Regions from separate parts of the Capsicum annuum genome. Here region 2 is linked to region 1. The links are chromatin contacts, called in public Hi-C maps. All regions are on one chromosome and are shown on one strand. Each heading gives the region's core, a stretch centred on a gene start, on an enhancer-like site or on the middle of the called end of the contact. The rest is flanking DNA. Distances are from core to core; before and after follow the strand shown.

Region 1 (4,076 bases), core at 327-2,826:
TGGAACTTAAAGCCAAACTTAGTCACATAGATGCAAAAACTTCTGTTGCTGCTAAAATCACTGGTGAAATCGAATTCCTCCTCAATGATCGAAATATTTTGCAGAAGAATTTGGATGAGTTTCTAATGAAACTTGCAGAGCAAGAACGTGAAGGTATATATTGTGTGTTTTGGTTATGTCTGTGTGTATTTGTGTGAGTAACAAACGAAGGGACAATTACAAACTTTGTTTGAGGGGGCTTTTATTTCTATTCTTTTCAATTATTTGATTTGTTTGTTTGTGTAGCACCTAGATATTTGTCTCTGTTCTAAATTTTGGGAAAAGTTATTTTGAATGATTATTAACCATGCTTGTCATGAAAAATAAAGGAAAATATTAGGGCTTGTTTGGCACGAGAGATAATGGATAATTAATTTTGGGATTAATTTTAAAATGAATTTATCCCATGTTTGGTTGGAATAAAATGGTGGAAAACTTATTTTGGAATTAGTTATTTTGTGACTGTAGTGTCATTTTTATCCTATATTAAGGGTGGGATAACAATTCTGGAATAACTAATTTGGGGATAATTAGTTCCGAGATAACGTGTTCCTCAGCCAAAAGAGCCCTATAATTTCGAGAACATTATTTCACTTAAGTCATAAACGGACCCTTAAAGTTGCCCACATTATTCATACGTTAACTTAGCCTTCTTCCTATTAGACACTCTAATTTTTAAAAAATAGCGAGTGTAATGTACATGACAATGAGCGTCAGAATAACAATCAAACGGTGACATATGGCATTTTCAATTAAAATAATCATAAAAATGAATTTTGATGATTAAAAAAATGTCACCCAAAATGAAATAATTTTATAAAAAATCAAAGCAAAAATCCATTTATACATCCCTTCCCCAATCTTCCCTGTTTCTCTATTTCCCGGTCGTCATAATTTCCCCACTCTATCAGTCAAGTTTTTCGATTCTCCACATGTTTTCCTTCTTATTCTCCTCTAATAATTTTCTTCTGCATAAATTTTCTCGATTAACAATCTTTTATTTTTAAAAGAACGAAAAAATAGGTAGAATGAAAAAAAAATGATACTCTAGCATGAAGAGAAAAATGCAAGAGTGATTCTTCTGGGTGGAGAAGCAGCCACGGTAACACAAGGAAAACAAAAGGAGAGGAATTCTGTTAAGGGGATAAAACCTAAAGGATTTAGATTTTTTTTTTTTTTTTGTATGTCCAAAAGAATCACTCTTCCATTTTTTCCTTATGGTGGTAGAGTGGTGGCAGGAGCGGCGGTCTTAAAATAAGAAGGGGGAAATATTTTTTTGAAAATACAAATGGAAAAGGGTTTAATATATCTTCAAGTTTGGAAAATAGTCCACAAATTCTTCATCTTTAGGCTCAAACATATCCTTTCTTCAACCTATTTAACTCAAAAATATCCATTCACTTAACAGTTAACAAATGTCAATTTATTATTGGTTAGAAATTTAACTAATTAATATTTATTATTATTAATAAATAAATAAATGATCCAACCAGATCCCACTATCCCACCCAACTAAAAACTCGATCCGACTAAATATCTTATGAAAAAATTGGGTCATAACATCAAAAGAGGGAAAACACTTTACAGCATATCATTCCACTACTCTCTTCTTCCTTGATCTTTTATGATTCTTTGAAAATAACTTTTCTTTCAGTTGCCAAATCTGCATATCTTCTTGTAGCCATGACATATTTATTGTAGTCTACAGAGCCAAAGGAATTGAAGTGATTACTTGTCCATAACTCGTTTAGCTCCATCCAATGTATTCTTCAGAAGCATTGTAAGCATCATTGGTCCAACGCCTCCCGGAACTGGAGTTATAAATCGACATCTCCAACGAGCCTATAACCCGACTTCCTAGAAGGATCATCTACAGTATTTGTCCCAACATCAATTACTGCAGCACCTGGTTTGATTCAGCTGCCTTTGATCTGAAAAAAGTGTGCAGCAACTTAGTTAAGCGACGACGACGATGACGATAACAACATACCCAGTGATTCCCAATCTGGGGAGAGTAAAGTATACACAGTTCATATCACTACCTCCGCGAAGTAGAGAGGTTGTTTCCGATAAACCCCGGTTCAGGACAAATAACAAATATAACAAATAAAAAATATAAAAGAATCTCGTCCGTTTAATACTCCCTCCATTTCAATTGATTTCGTCACTTTCTTTTTTAGTCCGTTTCAAAAAAATATTAATTCTTTTTTAGCAATTTTTTAATTCCAACTTTTCATGTGACTTGTTTAAGATCACAAGATTAAACAGCATTTTGACACGTTTAACATATGTTTAAGATCACAAGACTGAAAAATCTTCCTTTCTTTATTAAACCTCCGCATCAAGTCAAAACACAAACTAATTGAAACAGAGGGAGTAGTATTTAATTGGGAAAAGCTATATCGCAAGCGTATAGGAAACAAAAACTAATGAATTGAGAATATTCAGAGGATGAAAGCCATCTACAACCTTTTCCAGACTGATTTCACTGAGAACTTTTTCTTTATTAATATGTTTCGGTAACGGGAGCTGCACCAGTATACCTGCAGCAATGCACAAGGTGCCTTCAGCTCACTTGTCTATGTTATGCATCACGATAAACGACCCCATACTCTTGAAGGTCAAAAGTTACTTGCAGAACATTGCTAATAAACCAGAACTGAAAATGGTTACTTGCGGAAAAAGATAAAAAAAAAAGAAGAGAGAAATAAAAACATCTAACCAGCAGTGATGCAAAACTGGCAAAACTGACGAAAAGAAACATAAGAGATTCAAACTACCCAATTTAAAAAGTCATGGTAGAGATGGTCTATACACAGCAGCAGCAGAATACCAATGTGAATATCTCCCTCGCAGGTAACCTTACCCAAATCAAAGTTTGGAAAAACAAAACTATTAGAAAGCAGTAGCAAAAAATGCACCAAAGTTGAAAAAAACTAACTTGTTCCCAGCTTCCAATAGCATTCTCATATAACGATATTGTTCAAAAACTACAAAGTATTGATAAATGATTCCAAATACAACTTTCAAATCTGATTAACATAAAAAACCAGAAAAATATCAAAACTATAAAACAACTACATAATGCAGTTACCTACTGCTTGCCGCCCCTCTTTGTCTTTAGTTTGACAATTTTTTCTTTTCAATTGTCAACTGATTTGAAGTCGTAGCTCTTTTGCCTTTCCAAGTAAGTTTTCTTGGTGAATATGGCAAATTAGTGGGCATACTCGCGCCATTTTCATCTCCCTTGAAGCCAATTCTCCTAGTACCAGTTGGTCGAAGCCTAGTCTTTTCTTCAGATATTGCCTTAGGCTTTAGAATTGTCTGATCCTCCTCCTCAGATTCATCATCTTCATCAGAAACTACACTTAAAGATGTAATAGGTTGATTGATGTCTTTGAATTTGAAAGTCCAGCAAAGAGGCTTTTCTGTTGACTGGAAGAACAAATAAAATCAGGAGTAGGCATGAAGACACTGATAGATTCTTGACTCGCTAGGGGTGCTGCAACTACCACATCTTGGGCTGTTTGTGCTGATCTTTGAAGCTAAAAAAAAATTGACAAAGTAGTTAAACTGATGGATTAATTAGCATAATTATTGACTACATAAAGATAAATTACTTACCAAAGGACATTTTCTTTGATTGTGACCAGTGTCACCACAATGTCCATGTCATTTTCAATCCTTTTCTTGAAGCTGACCACACCCCCTCCCTCTTTCTTCCCTCAGCTTTTTCTCTTTTCCTCTTAAGCTTTGGTCTACCTACCATTTTAACTATTTCTGGTGGCTCCATAGCACGAGAAGGATCAATTTTCCAGAATTTCTCACCTCTAACAGGTTGTATTTTATGCATATACACTAAATTGTATGTCTCCTTTAAATAACACGGGTGCAAACGAACTTTTGGTTCTTGTTTGTCTTGAAGATAGGCTTTAATGGCATGAGGACATGGAATACCTGTCAAGTCCCACGTTCTACATGTGCACTTCTTCCTAGCAAGATTCACAACATGTCGATCTTCTCCCTCAACCACCTCA
Region 2 (4,458 bases), core at 105-2,604, 210 kb before region 1:
CTAGTAAACAGTATTGGACCCAGGAAGCTGAAGTCCTTGCCCTTCTTAGAAGCCCAGAATGTGTATCCGGTCAGGGCTGAAACTACAGCTGATGTCAAGACCAAAGCTTCAAGCACAATTCTTCCTGTAATTTCGAAGCACATGAGCATGAGCAAAATCATCCAACATGTCAAAGTATAAAGATAACAACAACAAATGCCAAAAATAGAAAGATTCATAAAGCAAAGAAACTACTCACCATCAGTATTAGCACACGTCACACCCACTGTGAGACTCAAAGAGACAGTGAAGAGGCCAAGGAAAACAAAATTCAATGGATGCCTCTGCTGATATACGTGCAAGGGCCACAGCACTGCACACAAACAAATTATTACTGTTAGCTTTCTACAAAAGGAAGGAAAGTGGTGCAGACAGGTCGATAAACTTTTGGACAATTTGATATGAGCGAATCGAGAAGCATCAGACCATGCATTAAGTACAAATTCGTAGTGCAGTTGCAAACAGATCTGAGAAAAATATCTACATTTAAAAGAGGGAGGAGTGAATGCTTTCTTTGTCTTGCCAATTTTTCATAGAAAATCCCAAAATAAAAAGGTTTAGACGAAACAAGATTTCAGTGATTCCGTCTTCTATATAATTCTTTAATTCAGATTCAATTCCAACAAATACGACTAATACAACAACAAACACATGCATAAAAGAAATAAATTTACGGCGAAATCCTAGATCTCAAATTTCTACTCTCAAAATACGAAATAACGACAATACAAAGCACACAAAAAATCATCAAATACAAAGAAGTCAACGATTCAGAAAGCAGATCGGGTGAATCACAAACAAAATAACCAAAAAATTGATAGATCTAGGGTAATGACTTACAGACGAAAGGAAGGAAAATGAGGAAGAGAAGAAGGCCAGGGCTGCCACGAAGGAGATCATTGATTGGTGCATAAAGAACGGTAACAGCGGAGACAAGAGTAGTGATGAGGATCTGAGCAGCAAGAATACCATACACTTTACGAATGAAACCCCAACGCAATTGATTCTCTCCATATCCAAGACCTGGATACAATGTTCCTTCCTCTATATCCCCTTTGATTCCTCCATCTTCCGTGTTCAAGCTCGTAAATCCGTACATCTTCGATCTCTCTCTATTCCTTTTTTCTCTGCAAGGAAAATGAATAAGGGTGGTCGTTGTGTTGGAATACAGAAGAAGAAAGAGTGTATTATCGTTAATCAATTTTTAGATAATTCCAACTGAAAAACAAATTGTAATATGTATACAAGTTTTTGCGATGTTACTTGAAATTCTCTCTCCACTAATAAATAAAAAATTATCCCAATATATTTCCTTATATTTTATTTCATTTTTATCTTTAATTATTCATCTTACTAAAAATTAATGACCAAACTCATCGGTGACCCCTAAAATTGGCACCATCTTTCACTTAGATATCTTAACTGGATCATGTTTATTTTAAACACCTCAAGTAGATAAAAGTATCTTACTTTGATACTTTTTGCCTTATTAAAATTAAGGTGAGGCGCGTGTGAGTCAAACGACCCACGTAGATTTTATAAGTCATTTAAAGCTTGCCACGATGAAAACTACTTTACACATTAGCATATCAAAATTTAAGGGGTAAAATCCCACAAAATTTTTATTTCCATATCATTTCTCAAACCCGATTGAAGAGCTCCGATAATTTATTTATTTTTACTTTTGATTCAATTTTCGTTAATTCGTAGAGAGATCTAGCTAATAATGGTATTTTTTGTAGATACAATGAATGCAATGAAGTGTTGATTAATGTTCATCGACGAAATTGAAGATTTTTTTTTTTAAATTAACGAAATTGAAGAAATTTGAGGCACAACTAAAGTTGTTCTTTACTTTTTTTCTATTTTCCTAATTGTATGGATATTTTACCCCAACAATTCGTAGTGTTTTTTCTGAATTTTTATTATTGGAGTTTTTTTAGGGATTTCAGTGACAAAGTTAGGATTTTGTGTGGGTGTTTTGGGGATTTGACTAATTTATGTGTTATTTTTCAGATTTCACTGATAAATACAAGGTTATTTTGGTACTTTTCTGGTTCAAGGGTATTTTGGGTATTTCTTTTTGTTGAGAATCTTCTGGGGGCTGTTAAGGAAATATAATGGACAACTATATTTTGACTTGTTTTCATCACGGGGGAAATATTGTAGCGGGCCCTAAGCTTAGTTATAAAGGTGAGGTTGATGTCTTTGCTGTTGCTATTGATAAAGACCACTATAGTCTTTTTAAGTTTCTTTCCTACGCTAAAGATCTTGGGTATTCAAATATTGAGGGGTTCCACTGTCAACATACATATGGTGAAGAGTTAGTTCCAATTAATTCTGATAGAGAGTTATTTGACTTTATGAAGGACTTGAAAGATGGTGATGAGCTTGATGTGTTTCTTCTTCATGGCATTTAGGGCTGTGCAAATTTTGGTTCAAACCATTAACCCGAACCGATAATATGCTTATCGGCTTAACAATTCATTTTTTTTTGATTATCGGATCAGTTTTTGGTACAGATTTTTCTAAAATCAGGTTATCGGCTCGGGCATCGATTTATAAACCCTTTTTATCGGGTGGCCCGATAACCCAATATCCCGTTATAATTACAATACAGTGTAGTGGTGTACCAGACTGCTGAGTGCTGAGCCCATTTATAATCCATTAGATTAGTCATTAACATATGGCCTATAAGGCCCAATAGGCCAACACCCTTTTAACTTTTTAATTCCATCAGTGAAATAACTATTAGCACTTAGGGTTTAACTTTATTCAAAAACATAGAAATATTCTTGAGTTGCGCCTCTTACTGACTTACTCTTAGCGGCGCCTCTCCTTATAAGAACACAGTGTCTCACTGTCTCTCACTCTCAAGTTTCATTATTCACATCAAGAAGAGGTATTCAAGCTCACAGTCATAGCTTCACACCTAAGAGGTATTCAAGCTCATAACTTCTACTATATTTTGATTTCTATTCAATCTTTGATGTATTATACTAAGGACCGTCTTTAATAATCATAATTGCAAAAATTCTTACTAAGTTCTAATTTTTGACCTCGAGTCTGTTGTACTCATCGCGTTAGTGTAATTTTTATTATTGTTCTGGAATTGTTTATTCTGCTCTATATGCACATTGTGTCAAGTTTTGGTCATCTTTTATTGTTGACTTATTTTGATTATTTTTTTAATCACAGTCACGCCAATACAACTAGATGGCATAAAATATTAGAGTTGATAAAGTAATTGGTGAGAGTATACCTTTTGATTCGAATGTAGTTGAGTCTAAAGCAAAGAAAGAAAGGAAAAAAGATCTGTTGCATGGGATCATTTTACTAGTAAAGTTGATTCGGAAGGAATTAAAAAGGGTGTGTGTAATTATTGTAAACAAGAGTATTTAGCTGATACAAAAGAACATGGTACAACGGCGATGCTTGGTCATATAAAAAAATGTAAAAAGTTGCCTCATAATGTTGATACAAAGCAATCAAAGATAGCATTTCAGCTGGTTACAGGGGGTAACAAGGGTGATGTATCAATTGTTTCATGGAAATTTAATCAAGAAGAGTGTAGAAAAGCTTTGTGTCGTACGATAATTATTGATGAACTTCCTTTTAGACTCGTTGAAAAAAAAGGTTTTAGACAATTTATGAAAGTGGTACAACCTTTGTTTCGAATTCCTTCTTGTACAACTGTCACTCGTGATTGTTTTGATCTCTTTGATGAAGAAAAAAATAAAATGAGGGGCATTTTTAAGGAAACTCAATAAAGAGTGTGTCTAACGAATGATACTTGGACTTCTGTGCAAAGAATCAATTATATGTGTATTACTGCTCATTGGATTAATAAAAATTGGACTTTACATAAAAGAATCATCAATTTTTGTCCAATTTCTAGCCATAGAGGTGAAGATATAGCAAAGGGCATTATTAAGTGTTTGCATGAGTGGGGTTTGCATCGAATTTTCACGGTTGCTGCTGATAATGCTAGTTCAAATAATGTGTATGTGGTTGAGTTGTCTAAACAATTGACTAAGTAGGGGACCAATCTTATGGGTGGTAAACATCTTCATGTTAGGTGTATGACGCATATCATAAACCTTGTCGTTCAAGATGGTATAAAAGAAGCAACTGTTTCTATTGAATGAATTAGGCAAGCAACGAGATACATTAGGCAATCTCCTGCTAGATGGAAGAACTTTAAGGAATGTTGTGAAGATGAAAATCTTGCAAAAAAAGTCTTTATGCTTAGATGTTCCCACAAGTTGGAATTCCACCTATTTGATGTTAAATAGGGCTATTGAATATGAGGGTGCAATTTTGAATTATGTTGATCGTGATATTGGTTTAGCACATCATCTCGAGTTTGGCCATATTTGTGTGTGTGATGGCAATAGTGATATTATGGATGAAGAACAA

The links. A called contact is a pair of places that touch in the nucleus more often than the background predicts.
Region 2: a Hi-C map of bud shows a contact between it and region 1, with 5 times the contacts expected there. The contact joins the promoter of LOC107841913 here to the enhancer-like site in region 1. A contact is called at or near these places in 3 of 5 Hi-C or Micro-C datasets (bud, leaf and placenta).

What each region holds. Positions count from the first base shown.
Region 1 is chr1:176,735,386-176,739,461 of UCD10Xv1.1, reverse strand. It overlaps LOC107841878 (pentatricopeptide repeat-containing protein At5g18950), which reads right to left. Exons shown (of 7, transcript XM_047398965.1): 6 at 3,664-4,076; 7 at 2,966-3,584. Among protein-coding and RNA genes, the nearest start is that of LOC107841878, 19 kb to the right of the region's middle. Within about 2 kb of position 1,576, at least 5 of the 5 cell types and tissues checked have an H3K27ac peak or open chromatin away from gene starts, as enhancers often do. A contact at or near this core is called in bud and leaf, where this site is marked.
Region 2 is chr1:176,945,810-176,950,267 of UCD10Xv1.1, reverse strand. LOC107841913 (BI1-like protein) reads right to left here and starts at 1,354. Exons shown (of 4, transcript XM_016685765.2): 1 at 880-1,354; 2 at 239-352; 3 at 1-124. The coding sequence starts at 1,138. LOC107841898 (a long non-coding RNA gene) reads left to right here and starts at 2,784. Exons shown (of 4, transcript XR_001665482.2): 1 at 2,784-2,978.